Linked DNA regions of Mus musculus: all the other regions are linked to region 3. Evidence: chromatin contacts called from public promoter capture Hi-C data. All regions are on one chromosome and are shown on one strand. Each heading gives the region's core, a stretch centred on a gene start, on an enhancer-like site or on the middle of the called end of the contact. The rest is flanking DNA. Distances are from core to core; before and after follow the strand shown. Region 1 holds the start of A430105J06Rik (a long non-coding RNA gene). Region 2 holds the start of A230020J21Rik (RIKEN cDNA A230020J21 gene). Region 3 holds the start of Kctd3 (potassium channel tetramerisation domain containing 3). Region 4 holds the start of Nsl1 (NSL1, MIS12 kinetochore complex component).

Region 1 (5,509 bases), core at 711-3,210, 2.3 Mb before region 3:
TGCAGCCAAAAGAACAGCTCCAAGCTGAGCCCTAGTCACTTAGGGACCAACAAGACCTGATCCTGAAAAGTAGGTGGTGATCATCACAGAAGCTGCAGACAGGCTGTTAGTGGTTCACAAGAGGATACATTTGACCTCATAACTGTGGATTCTCTATTTGCAAGGTCACATATGTGGGTGGTATCATTAGTTTTGAACAATATAAATACTTCCCGCACATGCCCTCACCCAGACACACTCCATCCTGACCATTTCTTGTGTTCACATCCTCTTGTAACTGTAACTCTAAGTCACTGCCTAGAGGGTTACTGTAACATAATAGAGTGCAAACATTCATTGGATGTTTCTATATTATATGTTTTCATTATATTCATTATATGTTTCTATATTATTCAAAAGCCTCCTTAACATATGATCTAAAGCTGAAGAAAACTTTAGACACCTAGTCAGTATTTGTGCTGAAAAGAACATTTTCCCTCGCAATTATCTAATATTGAGAAAAGAAATCCAATTTCCACCCAAATCCGAAAGCAGTGTTGATGTCTTACTTAAATGTAATAGTGTTTTTTTTTTCTTAGACAGTAATGCTTACAATTATTCAATTCAAAACTGTACCATAGGAGATAAAATGGCTGAGCAGGTAATGGCACCTGCTGCCAAACTCCTATAAGTCCTCAGACCTCCACATGTGGGTACACAGCAAATAAACCAATGCAGTAAAAACACCACCAGGACCAGAGCTTCTAATTCCTGCCCAACAGGTTGTTTTTTTAACCCCTCTGGTGAGGGCTGAGGACCTCAAAAGCTTAGTCAGCTGCTTCTTGGTCTTGAAGTCCAAGTGCACTCATTCGTTAACTTATGGACCCCTGAGTGACAGTTGTTGATCTAGGAACTGAGGTTCAAGTGTCTGCACACTTAGGGAACTTTCAAACAGCACAAACGCTTCACAAGATTTAAAACGTGGTGCTTTTAAAGTGAGCAGAGTGGGGCTGGAGAACATGTGCATGCATTGCTCTTCCACAGGAACAGTTTCTTCCTCAGCAGCCATTCAATCTCCTCTCACGCCCAGCGCACATACATACAACTTAAAAATAAATAAAGTAATAATAATAATAAAAGCGTCTAAAGAAAGCAAAGCATCAAGCCTCAAGTGAGAGTGACAGAAAAGGCTGCATTAGAAAAATAAGGGAAAATCTCTTTGACAAGTACTGGACCAGAGACTGAAGTCAATGAAAATGTAGGTGACATACAGGTGTTTCAGGAATACTGCAGGCAAAAGGCAGAGACCTCCAGAATGAGCAGCCAACATGAACAGAAAACAGCAGAGCAGCAAGTGACCAGACCTATCATGCAAGTTAAAAGCAAGTTAAAAATTCTGAATGTTACTCATGAACTAGTGGCTTCCCGTAGTAACTGAAGCCACATTCGCGGTTAACTGAAAGCATTAGCCACACCGAAGCAGTAAAGGAGTGTGGGAGCCAAATGCCTGAGCTTCCTAAGAAGCTCCTGCCAAGAAGTATGTTTAAAAGTAGCAGCCAACCCCAGCCACACAATGGGGAGACCTCCGGAGACTCACCTACCTTTCATTCTGAAACTGTATCAAACGTTACTTCAGTATCTCTCCTTTACCATTTCTTTAACTCTCTCTTTTCTAACTCCCAAAGGCTCACAATCCCCCCTGCACAGTAACAGTATTTCTTCTCTCTTGTGGCCTCTTGCTGCTGGCTCCCTGAGCCTATCCCACCCATTATTTCAATCGCGACCCTTCCTTTCACTTTGCTAGGGGTTCCAAATAGAAGCTCGCAACATTGCTCTTACAGCCGTTTCTATGATCTGCTAACAAACTGACTGGCTGTAAGTAAAAAGAGTCAAATCCTCCCAAAGATGCGAACATTTTGCAAGGTTCTCAATACCAGCTTTGGTTCTTCTGTGCCCAAACACTTAGCCTATGTTTTGATCTGCGACAACTAACCGTGTTTTTACTCCACTTCTAAGCGGGTACAGGACCTGCAAAAGGCCTGGGGTTATCGCCTGCCCATCTTTTGCTCTGCTCTTAATTTGTGTACTGCCTGTCATTATCTCTTCCTTTACTGTTAAGTTTCTGATTGGCACCGGCAGTTTCGCCCATCTCAGTAACAGCTGACTGAGTGGAAACACAAAATTAACCGTGACAGCGAGGAGCCTCGGAACAGCAGGGCTCCTCGCCCAACCTCACTCGCCCCACACACTCAACGGCAAGGAAACGCAACCCTAGCCATGGGAAGGAAGCTCAGCCGCCGAAGCTCCGCCAGGCCACATTACCTTCTCCATCAGAAGAGTCTTTGACCTCATCTTCTAGCTTCGACGCTGCAGCCTTGGCTACCATCTTCATCTTTTTCTTCTTCTTCGGAGAACGCTTCAGTATCTCCCCTGGGCTCACACGTGAGTCCTGAACGGCCGCAGCCATCTTGGCTCGCCGGAAGTGCCACCTGATAATTCCGTCGTGTTGCAACACACGGAACTTCCTCCTCTAGTTCCGGAACAGTTGTCCCGCCTGAAGTTCCGCTGTGGGAGCCTCGGGTAGGGACGGAGAGAGGACACGACCTACCGGTTTTCTCCGGCAGAGTCGGTTCCTGGCCTCACCCCGGCCCCTTCTGGGCGGCTGCTGCTGACTGCTCTCCTTTCCCTCCCCCAGAAGCTGGGTTCCGAGTTAGAAACCGCATTCCGAACCCACTGAATCGAGACTCTCCGAGAAGGAATGGATAACAAGGGAACAGCTACGGAATCAGAAAGCAAGCTCAACTCTTAACATGTTCTTGTGCTGGTTTGGCTTTTGTTCTGTTGTTGTTGTTGTTGTTGTTGTTGTTGGCTATTGTTCTGTTGTTGTTGTTGTTGTTGTTGTTGTTGTTTTTCCCCTAAGGACCAAGCACGGTGTTTTTGAATGGACGTTTCTGGATTTTGATAGATCTGAGAGGCTGCCCGGGTAAGGGGCGGTGGAATGAGCCATGTCCTAAATCCTCCCTAGCACCTGCCCTAAACTAAAGCAGCCTTGCAGTTAGTCCCAAGGTGGGGTTTGGGGGTGAGGGCGACAATAGGATTACCCTCCTAAATTAAACCTTTAAATCCTACCTAGTTCCTTCACTAATCTGCTAAACTCAGACTCCACCCTTCCTTCGAAGGACTACAAATGTAAGGAATCCCCTTGGTTTTGTGACTTGCTCTTGGATTCCCCACCATATTCCAGCCCCCACCCCAAAGCCCACCAGTGTTATTAAAGGATCTGGTCTCCTGAAATACGTCCCAGCAGCCGTCTATAGCGAACCAGTAGGTTTTCATTCTTTATATATTGGTTTTTAGTACTCCAGATTTGTCTTAAAAGAAAAAGAAAAGCTGGGCGTGGTGGTGCACACCTTTAATCCCAGCACTGGGGAGGCAGAGGCAGGCAGATTTCTGAGTTGAAGGCCAGCCTGGTCTACAGAGTGAGTTCCAGGACAGCCAGGGCTACACAGAGAAATCCTGTCTCGAAAAAAATAAAAATATAAGAAAAGAAAGAAAAGCAACAGAAAATGTGAATCCTCATGTTGATTGATTTCAATTGGTGTCTATGTATGTATGTATATATATATATATATATATATATATATATATATACATCCTAAAAACAAGAAAACATTTTTTTTAATGGCACAGGAAATACAGCTTTGTAAGTATGGTTTAAGAGACGATCAGATGCCAGCGTAAGTCTCTGAAAAGAACAATTCCAGTCCACATAAATGAGTTTCCCAGGTATTGCTACTTCCTGGGTCTTCTCACCTCTATAGCAGTACAGTGCTTTAATTAGAACGCTGTGCTGGCTGGCCCTGAGGCTACTTCGCTTTGGTCACATATTTAGCACTGTAACAGGGCCCCAGACCTTAGCCTAACTGACTCCATGATGGAAGCACCATTCAAGCTGTAAGAAATGTAGACAGTACCACCTGTCAAAACAAAAACAAAGACCTAATCCATCAAAGTCCATACAGTTCTGAGAAAGTCTCAAAATGTACTAACCTTCCTTTTAGCTTCTACAGTTCCATTTCTGGCTAACTGCTCTTAATAACTGAAGTATATCAACTCAGAGCATAGGGTTGTGCTTAAAGGCTCGCCCTCAGAAAGGCTCACTGGTACGGTGAGATCCTAAAATCCCAGTCCAGTTGCTGGGCAGCTAATAAAGACTTTTTTTTGGGGGGGGGGGGGAGGCAGGGGTTTGAGACAGGGTTTCTCTGTGTAGCCCTCACCGTCCTGGAACTTACTCTGTAGACCAGGCTGGCCTCAAACTGAGAAATCCGCCTGCCTCTGCCTCCTGAGTGCTAGGATTAAAGGCATGCGCCACCACTGCCCAGCTAATAAAGACTTTTTATTGACTTAAGCTATGTCCTCTCCTTCTCTAGTGGATACCCCACAGCAGCACATTTTGTTTTTGTTTTTTTAATATTTATTTTCATTTTCTATACAATATATTTCAATCATATTGTCTCACTTCCCCCACCTCCCTACTAACTCAACTTCACATTCTTCTGCCCTCCCCAACACCCCCCCCCCGAAACACCAGCGAAAACATCAACAAAAATTTCAAAACAGACAAACTATTTTTTTTTTAGATTTATTTTCTATTTTTGTCAGCCTGGATGTGTTTATGTGCCCCCACATGTGCCTGGGGGGGGGGGGGAAGAGAGGGTAGGATTGATCCCCTGAGCTGGAATCCACTTGTGAGCCCTCAATCACGGGTGCTAGGAACCCAGCCAGGGTCCTCTGCAAGAGGAGTAAATATTCTTAATCGCTAGGCCATCTCTCCAGCTCCCAGTCTCTCTCTTAATTTTTTTATACTTATCCTTTGTCAAATTCATATGTGTGTTCAGCATATCTTGATAATAGCTACTGCCAAATCTTGCACACCCCATACCCTACATCATGTGCCCCTCCCATTTCAGGTCCCATTTCCTTTTTCTTTTTTGGTAACCTACTGAGTCTAGTTGATGCTGCCTCTTGGTTTGTGGACCACCTACCATCACCCACACCCTTGAAGAAAAAAGTGCATACCCCCCCCAATCAATTCCTGAGCTACCAGAAGGTCCTCATCTAGGGGTGGGACTTCATTAATCCCTGTCCTGTCCAGGAAACCATATCGTTTTATTTTAGACTTGCGGCAACATCTTATAAAGTTTCCCAGGCTGGCCTCAATTGATCTCTGTAGTCCAGGCACATCTCAAATTTTACAGTGCTCCTGTCTTGGCCTCTACAGTACTTAGGGTGCCAGGCCTGTCCCATCAGACCCAGCTTTTCCATCAATATAATAGCTTATATGTAAGAATTGTTATGGACTTGGTTACCACTTACAATACTGCTTGTGAGAGGAAAAAAAAAATAGTTGGTTACACAGTAATTTTTTTTCTTCATTAAAGGAATATAAATTGGAATCCGGGGTAAATTGAATCTGTAAATTTGATGATGAGAAATGGACACAGCTAAGTAAGAAGTGTCTGTATTACTT
Region 2 (5,578 bases), core at 346-2,845, 2.0 Mb after region 3:
GTTTTGGTGATATTGAACAACTGTACAGTTATAGAGGTCAAGAAAGGAGTGAGACTACCTCAAGTGAATATAGGAAGCTCCAGATATGTGCTGAGAAGAGCGAAGTCCACCTATAAGTAAATATTTCCACTTATTATCCATAAAATTAATACTTCATAAATATGGAGTTGATATTTTTGTTATGCTTAATGAAGCATTTACCTCGAAAACAATTCAGAACCAAAAAAATACCTTTTAAAAAACATCTGCTATCTAAACATAAAGAAACAACCGGGGGCTGGTGAGATGGCTCAGTGGGTAAGAGCACCCGACTGCTCTTCCGAAGGTCCAGAGTTCAAATCCCAGCAACCACATGGTGGCTCATAACCATCCGTAACAAGATCTGACTCCCTCTTCTGGTGTGTCTGAAGACAGCTACAGTGTACTTACATATAATAATAAATAAATCTTAAAAAAAAAAAAAGAAACAACCAATCAATGTATCAGTAATAAATTGTTTTTGATACATAGCAATTAAGTGACTTAGAAAAAGAAAGTAACTAATAAAATAGGCACACATATTTAGTCTCTTGGGGTATTTTAAACCATGATCTTGACCCAAGTGAGACTTGAAGTAAGAAAGTAACATTTTCTAGTTACATGGCGGCAGGTAACAATATATGTATAGAAAGGATTATAGATTTTTTTTTTAAACTAGATTTCCTTCAACTGAATGAATACTAAGCATCTTTTAAAATGTGACATTTACAGTGGTGACAAAAACATCAGGTGTCACAAGTGCCCTCTAGCAAAATTTTAAGTTACAATAACAAGCCTAAAATTAACAAATGCAAACATAATATTGTGGTGACTCATGGTGGTGTTTGGGAGCCTGAAGCAAGATTGTCAAGTTTGAGGCCAGCCAGGGGGACACTGTGATTTCCAGACCAGCCTGCCCTACACAGTGGAAGAGACCGTTTTAAATAAATAAATCACATACAAAAACCTTTTACCTACTATTATTTCTGTTATTCTAGTGGCATTTGAATTTATGATGGTAGAAAAAAACAAGATCATTTCTTAAGGAAGCCTTGACTTATCCCACTAACCATTCTTGATCAGTGATTTGCCTTCCACTGTCTCACGGTTAAGAACTAATAGCTGGACTCAGTAATACTGCCAAGTCTTTATCACCGGAGCATTTATTGAACATTCACTTATACGTGACCAGTAGGTGCCAAGCTGGGCTGACTACTAATACTAATACAATTAAATCAGGGCTGTTCCAAGGACATTTAACATGGAAACAAACTTTCCAGATCTCAAGACCTTTCTTCTGCAGTGGCGACAAAAACACCTGAGATCTCTTTTACCGCCAGTTTCCAAGCGTGCCCGTGTGTGCGCCTGTGTGTAGGCCAGAGGGCAACCTCGGTGTCCTTTCTCAGGAGCTGTCCTCCTCACCTGTCAGTGCTGGCTGGGAATACACCCTGGAGCCACCGTGCCAGGCTTTTCTCGTGGTGCTGGAGCCCAGTCTTCACGCTTCTATAGTATGCACTTTACCCACAGACCGTTGCCCCAGCCCGGCCTATGACTTCCTACCAGCCTGAAAGGATCCCAGTTATCTAGACGTTCCAGTCTTTACCTGATTGCCCAGCACTGCTGTGGCACAAGCCGTCGACACCTCCTTGGGTCCAAACCATACCGAGGCGACGGGGGAGGGCAAGCCCAGGATGAAGACCTGGGCCACGGAGCACAGGATCTGCCCCAGCATGGTGACCCAGAAGAGGTGCCGCTGCACGCTGCCGCACTTGACCCAGGCTCCCAGGCAGTTGAGGCCGGAGCCCAGCAGCGCCGTGAGCCGCAGGCCTCGCGTGTCCAGCAGCCAGGTGGCCGGGAAGATGAGGGGCACGTAGGCCACCATGTACACCATGGACAGCCAGTTGATGTGCAGCGGCGACACCTCGTAGAAGTCCTCGAACACGTTGCTGATGCTGCTGTACTGGATCCACTGGAAGGCGTTCACCAGCGAGTAAAGGCTGAAGATGAGCAGCACCACGAAGCGCCTCGGCGACAGCGCTGTGCGCGGGGGACACGCGGGGCATGGGACGTCCTCCCCGTCGCCCGCGGGCAACAGCCGGGCCTGGGTCTCCTCCTCCGCCGCTATCAGGGCTTGCGGCCCGCCCTGGGCTCCCGCGATCAGCGGGCCGAGCCCGGGGCCTCCGTTCAGCGCCTCAGGCCCGTTTTGCGGTACCAAGCGCGCCTCCCCGTCCGGGGCGCCCTTGGGCACTGGAAGGTATCCCTTCCCCAGCGGGTGCCCGGGCGCCACGGCCGGCCCCACCTCGTCATCGGGCCGCGCCATGCCTCCCGGCTCCCCGCCCCGCCGCCCCTTAGTGCTCCTCGCCGGCTCCTAGGTCCCACCCGGTTCAGCGCGCTCGCCTGCGCCGCTTGCTGACTAAGTGAAGCAGAGCTCACCGCGCCTGGCTCTTGCCGGCAGTCCCCGCCCCCAGGGCATCTCGTATCGCGTAGTGCGACCCTCCATCCAATCATTGAGCGTTTCGGAAGTCCAGAAAACCAATCGGGGAGTTGCCGAGAAGAGGGGCGGGGTCAAGCTTGTGAAGATGTAAGAGGAGCCCAAGGCAGGCGTTCTCTACGCTGTGGTTTGCTGGAGCTGCCAGGCCTTTCTCTGCGCTCGCTCCGCAGCGTTTAGCCTCAGGTTATCTTGGAAGGAGAGCGCCAGAAAGCATTTCCGTCCGCCCAAAGAAAGAGGCTTCCTCAGAAGCAGGCCTTTGCGTTGATTGAGCTGAGCGGCTCCATCCACGCAGAGGACTGAAGGAGGTAATGGACAGGTGCAGCCCCTGCCTGCCTCCTGTACCCCACCAGTAACCAAAGTCTGTGCATAAGCTAACCGTGTACTTGCACATCCCGGGACCGGATGAGGGCAGAGCTCCGGAAGCATCAGGGTCCTACTGGGCCTTAGACAAAGTCAGCCTGCTACCCTTTGGGAAGCTGTGCGTGCAAACACGGGGTGCCAGGACTTAAGATTTACTCACTCTCTCTCCCTCTGATCCTCCTTTTTAGACAGGGTGTCACCCGGGACTCTGTAGGCAGGTTGACCCGAATTCATGGAAATCCACCTATCTCTGCTTCCTGAGTGTTGGAATGACTCTGGCGCTAATGAGCTCACAGTGGCTGCAGGGGACCTGCAGAAGACCAAGCCCATAAACCTTTAGTCATGGGGAGATAGGAGAACTATTAACAGTTTGAGGGTGCAGAGGGACAAGGCATTGTCTATGGTGATACAGCCGCTGGGGAGTTCCCCATGCTGTGAATAGCTCCACAAAGTATTTTGTAAATTAATTCATTTCTTTAGGAAAAGTGAGGCTCGTATAGAGCGAGACTGTTCAGGGGGTAACGTCTCTTTCTGACAACCCGGCAAACCTGAGTTCAGTTCTTCAGCACCCGCAGAGTTGTTCTCTGACCATCACACAGGTGCCCTCCCCAACAAACACACTATGTTAAGAAAAGAAGGGAAACCCTGTAAGTTCTTCCCAGCACGGCTTTGTAGATGTTCCTTTGGAGGTTGTTTTAGATTATTGAGTAACTGAATTAGATTATTGAGTCTCTGAAAAAAAAAAAAAAACTAAATGAGGAACCCAATGGACTTAATCTGCGCTCAAAACGTTTATTTTGTGAATTTATAAAAATATGAATTGTGTTTTTAATGCTCAACAAAATTTATCTTAAGTATTCAGAGATGTTAATGGTCTCATGGACTGTGGAGCCTGTGAAGGCTCCTAAACAAACAAATAAACAAACAAACATGCTCAAGCTGAGCACACGCCTGTAGTCCCAGTTATTTGGAGGCGAAGGCAGAAGAATCATCCAGGCCCACAGATTTAAAGGGAACCTGGCAGCCTGGCCAACAAAACAGGATTGCATTGGAGACTTTTGTTTACTTGTTTTTCTTTTACTTATTTTTGTTTTGTTTTCCATATGGAATCTCAAATAACCTAGACTGGCCTTAAACTAAGGAGCTCACTATGGAGCAGAGAATAACCTTGAACTCCTGCTCCTCCTGCCTCAGCCTCCCAAGTACTGAGATTGCAGGCATGTGCCATCAGGTTCAGTGTTAGGCAGTGTTGAAGGCAAACCCAAGACTTCTTGCATACCAGAGAGCCACTCTGCCGCCTGAGCTACATCTCCAGCCCAAACTGTTTTAAAAACACAAATGTTCAGAAAGGGGAGCCAGGGGTCGAATGTTGGGTACCTTTCTGTCCTTGCCCAGTCATTTAGATTACTTGCAAATTGACTCCCTTTCAAAAGTCCCAAACTGGAAAAATATAGTAGATATTATTTCCCTATAATCTGGTGAGAATTGGAGATCATCTCTTACCAGATCTGACAGATAACCTCTTCCCTGCATGGAATCAGGGGTTCTTGTTTGTTTAGGCTCCTTGTGCTTAAAGGGCATTTGTCCTCTCTTTTGTTAACAAGAAGAGTTGGTTGACAACAACTCCCGAGGTTTCTGGAATGGTCGATCAGCTCTGATTTTCCCTGCAGATGTTTATGTTACTCTTGCTCTCCTTCTCATGTGCCCTTCTTGCACATGACAGAGTTCTGTTTATAACACTGTAACCATACACAAAGTCTATTTATTACCTAGGGAGTCTGTGGGAGAGGAAAAGGACATCATAACTAAGGAGGGGCTATGTGGGTGATATATATATATATACATGACATATTAAATATATATGTGTGTGATATGTTGTATATATTATATTATGTATTTTTTAAAGATTTATTTATTTTATATGAGTACACTGTTACTCTCTTCAGAGACACCAGAAGAGGGCATTGGATGTCATTACAGATGGTGTGAGCCACCATGTGGTTGCTGGGAATTGAACTCAGGACCTCTGGAAGAGCAATCAGTGCTCCTAACCTCTGAGCCATCTCTCCAGCCCCATATTATGTATTTTTATTTTGTTTTATTTTCCCCCAGACAGGGTCCCTCTACGTAGCCCTGACTATCCTGAAATTCCCCATAAGGATCAGGCTAGCCCCAAACTCACAGAGATCCTTCTACTTCTGCCTTCTGAGTGCAGGGATTAAAGGCATGTACCACCATGAGTGGCCATGTGGACCTAAAATCTACCTTTAGTTTTTACTAGCTGTGTGACCTTGAGCACTTAACATAGCTGTGTTGTAATAGGATGTCAGGATCCTTTCTGGGACTACTGTAATGATTAAAGGATTGAACAATGCTTGGTACGTGGTATGCTTTCTCGGTTTGTTTAGTAATCTAGTGTGGGGTGGTAAATACAAAGCTTCAAAGGCTAGGGTTCAGATCCAAGCTCTTGCATCCCCCCCCCCCTCGTGTGTGTGTGTGTGTGTGTGTGTGTGTGTGTGTGTGTGTGTGCACGTATGTGTCTGTAGCTATAAGATGAGGATAGTGCAGACATTGTTGTGAGAAATAAAAAGTAAGTAGCTAGCACACATTCTAGGAGGGTCTGACCTCTTCCTGTATTAATAATATTAAGTACATGTTATCACCTTGTTATCTGCTCACATCTTACTTAGTGTTTCTCCTGTCTCATTC
Region 3 (5,269 bases), core at 2,007-4,506:
CCCTTTCCTTTTTGAGAGAGCCCAGGCCTGTCTACCTCCGGATGGTACCACCCACAGCATACTGGGTCCTCCTGTCTCAATTAGCAAGGAAGAAATGACCCCTGTGGCTTGATCAGCTTTCTCTCTTATACAATCTACAATCACCTGCCCAAGAGAGGTTCCACACAGTGGGCTGAGCCCAAAGAACTCTGTACCTTAACTTTCAATGGCTTTGTCAGGTACTTAGTCACAGCAACAAAGCAGACAGACAATAACTTCTGACACTACATGTTCATCACTTTCAGGAAACCATATTAAAGCACACAAGCCTGCTTACAATCACTAGCATGGAGGACACAGCTATAGTCACAGCACACAGGAGGTGGGTCAGGCCTACACAGACAGTAGGAAGGAAACCTTCGCTGCACAGCCAATCAGTATCAAGTCTACCCACAAAACAATCTGCAATCTCTGGGCAAAGAGACTGGAAAACATATATATGATTAACATATTTTTTATTTTTAATCTCCTATCTCAAGTGTGCCAAAGAAAAGATGACTAAAGAAATTAGCATATCTGGTGATGTAGCATACCCACTCTAGTGGCTTGCTACAAAATCTGAACTATGAAGCTAAACATGAAACTATGAAGTAAAGTGATTTGCTATGAAATACTAAGATGATAATGCCTCTAAGCCTCAAGTTCATGATCATTTCCTCAGGTCTATTAGTGCATGAGACTAGTACTATAGCAACCTTTCATTTCAGGAAACTCATCAATACAAAGTAACTTGTCCAACTTTGCTAACTAGAGGGAAGGCCTGCTATGTGCAGAAGGAACCAGTTTGTTTCCAAACCTTTCCCTCAGCCAGTCCCTCTCCTTCCTCCATCCCTACCTGAGTAAGCATGGACTGGTCACTGATGCTGTCGATCATATTCACTCCCAGTGTGTACAGAAATCCCTTACGTGCTAAGCCAGACATACCCGAGCCAGCAGCATGCTGCTCACTGTCTCACCCTTGGGCAGCATGTCCTCTGACTTTCTTCTGGTTCTAAGTAAGAGCTTTCGGCACTTATTCAGTGACTCGGAGCTCCAAGCTGTGCCACAGGTTGTCTTCTAAAACGCTCAAGCCAGGAGTACATTTATTGTCATATTTGGTATTAACTGCTAACTAGCACCCAGTAAGAGTCACATTCCACAGATGAAGTGAAATCCTTGACAGCTCAGCCTTTAAGGCATCCACTTTCTTTCTTCTTATTACTTTCTTATTCACTCTTGATGCACAACGAAGTGCACATGTGGAGTCAGTGTCCTCCTTTCGTCTTAAGTGGCTTCCAAGGAGGAGCCTCAGGTGGCCAGTCTTGCTGTTGGTAAGTGCCGTTTTCAGCCTAGCCATCTTGCCAGCCACATCCATCTCCAATACACAATAAACAACAATGTAAGGGCTGAAGAAATGGCTCCGTGATTAAGAACACTTGCCGATCTTGCTAAGGACCAGAATTCAGTTCCCAGCATCCATGTCAGGTGGCTCTCAACAAAACTTACCACACCTGTAATCCCCGCTCTAAGGGACCCTTTCTTTGGCCTCCACCTGCACTCACACATACAAGTAAGACAGACCAATCTTTTCTAAAGTGACAATATAACTTAGTTGTTTGTCATAAAGCTATATTCTCTTGAATGCCTGGAAGGAAATATGTGAGCCATCCACAGAGAAACCAGGGTTAAGGTTTGCCACGAGCACCATTCTGCTTCTCTGTAGTAACACTGCCCACGCCTTTTGTGGACTATTTCACTTTCACATACCAGGTCACTTGCAATAGGTTCCTGTAATCGTAGGTGGGCAGGGAAGACACACTATTTACACTAGATGAGGTCATTTGCACAGGACCTAGTAAGTATAAAATGCAGCGGAAGTCATTTGCATATGACCTGCTACTTAAGGAATGCACTAGAGGTGCAAGGTCTCCAACTGTTAAAACTTTGCTTTGGAGGTAAAAGGTGACAAAGCAGGAAGACCACCCCAAGTTCTCCAGCACTCAGAGAGCCCATTGTTTCACAACTGTTAATTTGTATTTTTAAATAACAAAAGTGTTACACGTTTAAAATCTTAAGACATTGAAAACTAGCCTTCCCAGGACAACAGAATAGCCTGCGCATTAGAACCCCCCTCTCCCTCTATTCTTACTATGCCTTAAACCCAAGCTTCCCTCAACTAGTAGGGGCAATATCCTTTTCTGAGAAGAGTCATGTGTAAGTCACGGCAAATACAAAAATGGGTTTTTGGTTTTGTTGCTTGTTTGGTTTGTTTGTTTGTTTTGCCAACAAACTTCCACTCCAACAAAATGGGAGTGGAAGGTCTAATAGAGACTAAAGACTCAACAGTCCAACCGGTTGCTCCTATGCAACAACTCAAGCCCTAGCACGGGAGACGACAACCAGCTGCAACGCTGACAGCTCGGTGTCAGCATGCCTCAACCCTCCAGAGGCCCCAAGTCACTTGGTCAGGCAGGCCCACCATGCCAACTGTGTTCCTGTGGCCTTACTTACACCATAGGAACCCGGGGGAATAAAGACTGAGTTTTAACAGTCTATACACTCGACCTGGAACCAGACTCTGAAGAGTGCATAGGGCTGCTTGGATCATGCAAAATTGTACCTACCTGTCTCCGGGTCCCCCACCTGGCCGTGCAGACGCCGCCCTACCCTGCAGTGGGTACCCGACCTGACCAGGTAGATGCCACCCTGCCCTGCGGAGGGTACCCGACCTGACCAGGTAGACGCCGCCCTGCCCTGCAGTGGGTACCCGACCTGACCAGGTAGATGCCACCCTGCCCTGCCGAGGGTACCCCACCTGGCCGTGCAGACGCCGCCCCGGCTGTAACACCTATCCCACCTAGGCTGGCACATGCCACTCCTACAGCAGCGGGCGTCCCACCCACTGTTCCCGCGCGGTCGCGGGCTCACCTGGTCCCCCCCACATTCAGCTGCACGATCTCCCCGCTGCTGGCCGCCGACGCGGCGAAGCTGCCGCAATGCCCGCCCGCCATGTCTGCGGCGGGAGCCGGAGCCAGGGCCGGAGCCGGAGCCGGAGCCAGGAGCGGCGGCTCGGCGGCCGGAGCACACTCGGAACGCCGAGCCTCCCGCAGCGGCCCGGCTCGCTCCAGCCTCCCCCACTACGTGTTCGTGGCCTCCGCCGCTCGTGGCTGGAGGCCGCCGGCCCAGCCCGGCCTCTCCTCAGAGCCCACTCGCCTCCATGGCGGCCGCCACAACCATCTGGAGGACGGGTCGCCGCGAGGGACAAAAAGCTGTAGCGCCGGCGCTTCACGCTTACGAAGAAGGAGTGGGCGGGGCTGGTGAGAGGGAGGAGCTCCTGGCGATGGGCGGGGCTGGACGAAGGGTCTTCTGCCACCGATGGCCTAGGAAAGATTTGCCCCTTGCCTCTTCACCAGCACAAGATTTAGGTAAAAAAGAAACTTTCGCAGTTATTCAGACTGATCTAAGTACACTCGATGAAAAGATATTGAACACCATACAGCGCATTACCTGCAAACTGCATAGTTTCCATGCCACCACTCCTCAGGGCAGGAGAAAGCAAAAACCCTGCTGGAGTGAGCGGTATCCAGCAACATGTTTCTAGATTGTACATACACGCACTTTTATTTTCTTTACTGATTGATTTTTGTTTCTCTCTCTCTCAGCATTATGCATTGGAGCACCAAACCTTAGCGATTTCGTGTGTGTGTGTGTGTGTGTGTGTGTGTGTGTGTGTGTGTGTGTGAGTGTGTCCTCCTGGGGATGGAATATGATGAGGCCTTGTGCTTGCTAGGCATCACTGACCTAAATGTCCAACCTCTAAATCATACTTTTAAAGAGTACTATGGCAATGGGATGTAGGTCAGCTAATGGAGACAGCACACTATATTTCAAAGATATCTAATTCAACAAGCTAAACTGTAAGCATTAAATGTCTAATAGTTTTCTCATAAAATTTAAAACTGATGAACTATAAGAGGATAGAAAACATCTTATCCTCATTAAACATTGCTTAATTTTGCTGCCAAATATGCCACTGAGATGATACACTTTCTCCAGAATTGATGATTTTTTTTTTTTTTTTTTTTTTTGAGACAGGGTTTCTCTGTATAGCCCTGGCTGTCCTGGAACTCACTTTGTAGACCAGGCTGGCCTCGAACTCAGAAATCTGCCTACCTCTGCCTCCGCCTGGCTCCAGAATTGATTTTTATAAAGGACAGCCACACCAGATGTGCTATCCTGTAACCTCAGCACTGTGGGGGTAGGGGGAACCAAGGAAAAAGAATAAGGAAGGGACTAGAGGCCTCCTCAACTACATAGAATTTGAGGTCAGCCTGAGATACAGAGACCCTGTCTCAAAAAGAGAAAGGGGAGGAAAAGAAGGTGGGAGGGAGGGAGGGAGGGAGAGAGGGAGAGTGTGAGGGTAAGAGAGGGAAGGAGGGGAGAGAGAGACAGAGACAGACAGAGAGATTATTTCTGGGGCTGGTGAGATGGCTCAGTGGGTAAGAGCACTGACTACTCTTACGAAGGTCCTGAGTTCAAATCCCAGTAATCACATGGTGGCTCACAACCACCCATAATGAGATCTGACACCCTCTTCTGGCAGGTCTGAAGACTGCAGCAGTGTACTTAGGTATAATAATAAATAAATCTTTAGGCTGACAGGAGCGAGCAGAGGTCCTAAAAAATCTAATCCCCAGCAACCACATGAAGGCTCACAAGTATTTATACAGCTACAGTGTACTCATATACATAAAATAAATAAATAAATCTTGAGAGAGAGAGGGAGGGAGAGATTATTTCCCCTAGCTAATGGTAATAAGATGGAAAACAGCTCAACTCTGGTTCATTGTGAGCTTTTTAATGCTTTACTGGAGATAGGTACTGGGGATTGAACCCAGAACTTTACCCATGAAGAACACTCTACCACTCTCTTCAAAAAATAGAAGGTTGAGGGTGATAATCACCCCCAAAACTTAGTCAAAATTACATCACAGGCTAGAGAAAAGGGAGAATGGGTCTGATCAGATTTCACTGTGTCCAGGTGTGAAATTCACAACGAGCCAAATAAATGCTGTGCTTCTGAAGAGGGACAGTGCTCTAGAGTGGATATGGAAGGGCAGGCTAAGCTACTAGGAATACGAGTGTGTGTGTGTGTGTATGTGTGTGTATATGTGTGTGTGTTTGTGTGTGTGTATATGTGTGTGTGTATATATGTGTGTGTGTATGTGTGTGTATGTGTGTGTGTTTGTGT
Region 4 (5,526 bases), core at 1,928-4,427, 2.1 Mb after region 3:
TCTGCATCAGATGTGAATATATACCACACATACACACCACACCACACCACACCACACCACACCACACCACACACATATACACATACACACAGAAGAAGAAGGAGAAGAAGGAGGAGGAGGAAGAATAGGAAAAAGAAGAGGAGAAGGAGAAGGAGAAGGAGAAGGAGAAGAAGAAGAAGAAGAAGAAGAAGAAGAAGAAGAAGAAGAAGAACCACCACCACCACCACCACCACCACCACCACCACCACCACCACCACCACTAGCACCACCTTTCTGAAAGCTGCATAATTCTTTCAAATTCTCCTGCATGTTCAGCAACTGCCACAAGGGCCATGACATTAGCCTAAACAAAACAAAACAAAACGAAATAAAACAGGAGAACAGAATACCAAACAATATGCACATTTAATATAAATTAAGGGAAATATTAAATTTTTCTATATATTTTATTATTTTTTAACCCAGTTCCAGTAGTATAATCAAAATGATTACCACTGAACTCTTATTATTTAAGGTCATATGTTTACTGCGTATTAATGTCACCTCATTAACCTATAAAGACCAAAGGTAAGCATTTCTTTAATTCATTGGACAGAAACTGCATTTTGGGAGGAACCACCATCCTTAGGCTCATGTGATCCCAAAGCCCACAAGCCAGTTAAGCTGCCACAATGGCAGTGTACACGTAATTCCAGAAATACTTCCAAGATTCTGTAATTTTTACTTTTAAATTTTATTCTCTATGTGTGTGCCTGCAGTATGTGTGTGTGTGTGCACTGTGTACACACCGCATGCAGTGAGTGGAAATCAGAGGACACCTTTCTGGAGTTGGAGTCAGTTCTGTGCTTCCACTGCAGTCCCAGGAATTGAGCTTGCAATATCAGACTTGCAAGTGCTTTTCTCCACTGAGACATCTCTACAGCCCTTGATAACTTTTTCTAACAAACCAAAATGTTTCCAAAGACTGTAATACACCCTTGATCTCCAAAATAATATGACTTTAAAACTCAAAAGACTGACTGCCCCATTCTCCAGTGCTGCTAAGCATGGTGGCTGTAGGGACACATTTTTAAATCAGACCAGCATGTCTCTATCATTTCATTAGCATGTGCCTTTGTCCTGCTACTAACCTGCAGACATTAGATTCCTCATCTATCAAATGGAGAATATATGACTATAAAAGAGTAACTTCCTCAGAAGGTGAGACTTTAAATGATCTAAAGTTCAGTGGGGGGTTAGCTCTGTGGCTGGCACAGAGTGAGAGCTTAAATATACTGCTGACCACGGAAACAGCAGAGTCTGCCTACTTGGTCCCTAAAAACAGTATGTTGAATGAAACAGGAAGGGCACAAAAGGGGGGGGGATATGGATTCTAGCTTACCTTCCTGGCTTTCTCCAACACATCATCCAGATCCTACAACAAACAGAAGCAACCACGTTTGTTTTACACGAGTAATTAACTGCTCTTGGTCCATATACAGGCAGCAGAGGCACCATTAAGGACAACATTGTTAGCAAGGAACAGAGTGGCAGAAAATGAAGTCACCCTCCTCCTTACTCTCACAGTCCATGATGCACACTATATCAAAACAGAGATCTCTGTTGCCAAACACACAGAGCTTTCCTGTCCTCTCTCACTCTGTCCCTCAGAGGCTTCTGGACATTTCCCTCATGATTTGCTTTCACAGCCTAGTGGTAGGTAACTCTTCAGTCTCCTTGACTGATTCTCTGTCCTTTTTGTGACTTCAAGCTCTTCTGTTCTCTTTCCACTTGCCTTAAGGGATTCTGCCTTTTTCCTTTGTTTGTTTAACATCCTCGACCACACTATGTAAGATCTCTATCACTAAGCTATATCCTCCCCTTCTCGTGGTTTTTGATACCATGCTGAATCTCCAACTTACAGAGTTTTTACTCTCTCCAAGACCCACGACTCACATTTGAAATGATTATGTATTCTAATCTTTCCACTTGGATGAGATCAGACTTAACCAATATCCCCCCACTAGGATTTCCAGCTGCCCACCTGCCCACTCTGATCCCAAACCTTTTCTCGTCTCAGCAAAGGCCATCACCATCTTCCTTACAGGAAGCACAAACTGAAATCTAAGTCATGCTCGATTTCTTCCTCCCCTTGCTGTTCTTATCCAAGGCATGCATGTACTGTTGGTGTTATTCCTAAAATTTGTTGAGTACATGGTATTCTCATGATATTCTCACTGTACTGGCTTCTACCAGCTCTTGTCTGTAAACTGAGACGTTTCCTAAATGCTCTCACTTTCTCTCCTCCACCTTTTTGCCACTCAGCAGCAAATTTGTCTTCAGAATATTCGCTCTCTATATATATTTAAAATGGGTTTGTTTTTAAACTTTTAAGGGTTAAGACTGTGCATCTAATGCAATCCAAATGTCTTACTGACCTTGACCTACCCTTCCCAGCTCCTGGAAATTTCTCCTTTATTAAGTGTTTCCAGCTGCTGGTTAACTAAAACAGATCAAATTCTATAATGTATGGGAGGTCTACAACCTGCCGGTGTTCATCACTACCATACACTCACACCCTAAGCGTCACCTCCTAAGAAAAAGGCACCTACTTCTCCTTCCTCTTCACTTTCCCCAATGTAGCCGGTAAAACCTATTTCCATCCCTACACATTCACTCCATCAAGTGTTATTATTTTTGTTTGTCCCTCTGCCGGGCCAGAACTAGAACCTCTGCTAAGGGCTTGGATGGATCAGCACACCTCAAGAGTGGTAGGAGAAAGGGGTGTTGAGACGACAAACTAAAGCTTCATAGAAATAGTTAACCGCCGTGTAAGATGAGGAATGTCAGTTCCAGGACGCTGGTTCGAAAGGGTCGCCATAGACTAGGTACGGTCTGAGGATTTGGGGGAGAAAAACTTGCGGGAAAGGAGACACGGCCCTCCCGACTCCCGCAAGCCCCAAGTCCCCCTCACATACGTTGTCAAAGTCCGAGGCGGAGAGATGGCAGTGACAGTCCACTAACCCCAAACCCATAGCTACTCCTGCAGGCTTCTCGACTGCAAGCCAGGCGGCGGAACTCTGGGGCCGCGGAACCCGAGGCGGAACCTTGCGGCGGCGGCGGATCGGGTTTCCAGTCGGACGCGTGCAGGAGCGTTCCAGGGAGGGAAGCATCCTTCCGGTCTCAGCGATTCCCGCCTTAGTTTAAACCGGGAAGATGGCGGCTGTCTCTGAAACAGTGCTCGTCTCCGCCCCGCAGGACCACGATGCCCAGGCCGCCTCAGACCCTCAGGCCACGGCAGCAGACTCTCCCCTAGAGGACTTCCGAGTGCGCTGCACCTTGAAGAGGGCGGTGATGGAAGTGATGGAGATGTGCGGTCGCTTCGTGCAGGAGCTCGGGGCCGTGCTGCCGGAGGACGTCCGCGAGCTCGCGCTGCGGGACGCACAGTGGGTACGGACCCCTCTTTCCCGGTCCTCACCCAGCGCATCCTGGCTCTGGCTCGGGGCCCATGTCAGGCCTTCGCAGATGGAACGATGCCCAAGACTGGCTTGGGAAATGCCAGGGAAGGCAACTAGATGCTAGTGCCGCCTGGGTGCTGCTTCCTGTCAGGAACATACAGGGCGAACACGTATGTAATCTTAAGAAGCAGGCGGTATTAAGTGTACCCATATTCTTGAACATGTACAGCGCTATACGTATAAACAAGGCATCACATTTTGCTTTCATAGCAAGCTTTCAAATCTTGTGTTTTACAAAACATTTCTTTTGGTAGTTAAGTGCGCAGTAAAGACAAAGTCGCTCTCCTGTGGGCCAGCGCAACTTTGCTGGTTGGTATGAGGAATTCTCCAGGAAATGATAATCCTTGAAGTCAGTCATCTGGCTAGGTTTTTGGTCATTGTTATTGTTTTTGTTTGTTTTTATAACATCGTGTGGATTCGGGGAGAAAACATTTTCTTTTTAAGTTGAAAATAGATGAAGAAGCTGTCTTGGTGTTAAATTTTACCAAGTTCTAGTTGAGCTGGTCATGACAGTGTATGCCAAGTACTCGGAAGGCAGGGGCATGCAAATCTCTGTGAGTTCGAGACTAGTCTGGTCCACGCCGTGAGTTCCAGACAAGCCAGGGCTACGTAGAACCTGTGCATCCTGTTGCTCCCCCGGCACCCATAAACCCTTAGAACACACTTATTTCTCCTATATTTTGTGTACCCCTGAATATGATGGTTTCTGGGAAAAGACACTAGAGATCGAAGGACTGCTAACTCAAGCAGATAAACAGCCTATATGTAGGGGAAAGTTTCAAGCTTGTAACAGCACATTCATGACCAATGACAAGAGTGCAGAGTAAATATAGAGGTTGTCAGCATCAAAAACTAAAACAACAGTGGTTAAGGGAAAGAATAATGAAGAAACCTTCCTTGGATTGTAGTTTTATACCCCAGTTTTGGGAATAGTAGCTCCTGTGTTATTCTCTCCTTAGAAGTAAGGCAAGGAGAGAAACGGCACTTAATGTTTTTAATAGTTATCTTGGGAGATGACTGTAACTAAGAGGGTTTATCTGATTATAGAAAAATGCTAAGATAATGAGAACATTTACATGTAGGAATAGACAAATGTGACTTCACCTCTAATAGCTTGTTGAATGAGATCTTAAAGAGAATCAGAAGTAGAGAAGGTTTGTTGATAAACATCTAGGAAAGACTGAGAAACACAGTGACATTCTTAAATGATAGATGAAACAGCAATGAGTATTTCAAAGACAATTTGTTTTCTAAATGTCCTCAAGAGTTTAATATAGTAAGAATCTTATCCTATAAAATAGGTTTTTTTTTCCCTTTAGTGCTAAGAATTGAAAGCAGAGCCTTCCTTGCTCTTGCTAGCAAAGTGTTGTCCACTGAGCTATATCACAGCCCTTTTTATAAGATACTAGTATAGAATACATACTCTAGCTCATAATTATCAGTCATTATTTATGCTTACTTCTTAATTATAGAAGTGGTACAGAAGGCGTGCCCATTGACAACAGTTTCAAACAATCTCGTATTTTAAGTCCTCCTTGACTTCCCCATCCATCCTGAACCCTTCCTGGGGACAACTTACTGTTGCATAGCCCTGCACTTCTCTAGAGGCTGCCACTCTCTGTTGTTTGTCACTTATCTGGCCGTAGTGACGGTGTTATAGATAGAGCCAGTGCAGTCTCTACCATGCGCCATGGGTATTTAGCCCCTCTCCTAAGAGTTAATTTTCCCACTGTTTCCATTCCAGTTCACCAAGAGTCCATTATTTTTTACTAACGCGTTTGAGTTCTGTGTCAGAGTCACTTTTACTGACTTGGCTGTGCTGGATTTATTGTAGACATTTGAGTCGGCTGTGCAGGAGAACGTCAGCTTTAACGGACAGGCCTGGGAGGAAGCTAAAGAGCATGGCTTAATGGGTATGTGATTTAAGTCTTTCTTCTGTGGTTAATCTCTGAGGCTTTTATTTTGAATGCTAATTTCCAAACCTGTTCTCAGTCTCTCTGTGGTGTTTGAGTAAGAATGGCCTCCCTGC

What was found. Promoter capture Hi-C pulls out the DNA fragments that hold promoters and counts their contacts.
Region 1: a contact with region 3 is called in a promoter capture Hi-C map of pre-B cells. The contact joins the promoter of A430105J06Rik here to the promoter of Kctd3 in region 3. A contact is called at or near these places in 8 of 39 promoter capture datasets (the 3T3-L1 cell line, the C10 cell line, the HPC-7 cell line and 5 more), 3 of 484 Hi-C or Micro-C datasets (CD4 T cells, the G1E-ER4 cell line and pre-B cells), 1 of 115 datasets of contacts at active chromatin or transcription factors (embryonic stem cells) and 3 of 9 other capture datasets (embryonic stem cells, liver and macrophages).
Region 2: a promoter capture Hi-C map of pre-B cells shows a contact between it and region 3, with 3 times the contacts expected there. The contact joins the promoter of A230020J21Rik here to the promoter of Kctd3 in region 3. A contact is called at or near these places in 2 of 39 promoter capture datasets (hippocampal neurons and pre-B cells) and 2 of 115 datasets of contacts at active chromatin or transcription factors (astrocytes and embryonic stem cells).
Region 4: a contact with region 3 is called in a promoter capture Hi-C map of pre-B cells. The contact joins the promoter of Nsl1 here to the promoter of Kctd3 in region 3. A contact is called at or near these places in 2 of 39 promoter capture datasets (liver and pre-B cells).

Annotation. Positions count from the first base shown.
Region 1 is chr1:186,746,863-186,752,371 of GRCm38.p6, forward strand. It overlaps A430105J06Rik (a long non-coding RNA gene), which reads left to right and starts at 1,961. Exons shown (of 2, transcript XR_003948551.1): 1 at 1,961-2,962. It overlaps Rrp15 (ribosomal RNA processing 15 homolog (S. cerevisiae)), which reads right to left and starts at 2,496. Exons shown (of 5, transcript NM_026041.2): 1 at 2,302-2,496. The coding sequence starts at 2,446.
Region 2 is chr1:191,023,756-191,029,333 of GRCm38.p6, forward strand. A230020J21Rik (RIKEN cDNA A230020J21 gene) reads left to right here and starts at 1,596. Exons shown (of 2, transcript NR_027298.1): 1 at 1,596-2,814. Flvcr1 (feline leukemia virus subgroup C cellular receptor 1) reads right to left here and starts at 2,435. Exons shown (of 10, transcript NM_001081259.1): 1 at 1,622-2,435. The coding sequence starts at 2,338.
Region 3 is chr1:189,004,584-189,009,852 of GRCm38.p6, forward strand. It overlaps Kctd3 (potassium channel tetramerisation domain containing 3), which reads right to left and starts at 3,257. Exons shown (of 18, transcript NM_172650.2): 1 at 2,947-3,257. The coding sequence starts at 3,029.
Region 4 is chr1:191,059,844-191,065,369 of GRCm38.p6, forward strand. Nsl1 (NSL1, MIS12 kinetochore complex component) reads left to right here and starts at 3,178. Exons shown (of 6, transcript NM_198654.3): 1 at 3,178-3,429; 2 at 5,332-5,410. The coding sequence starts at 3,196. It overlaps Tatdn3 (TatD DNase domain containing 3), which reads right to left and starts at 3,067. Exons shown (of 10, transcript NM_001357166.1): 1 at 2,958-3,067; 2 at 1,382-1,414; 3 at 270-343. The coding sequence starts at 3,014.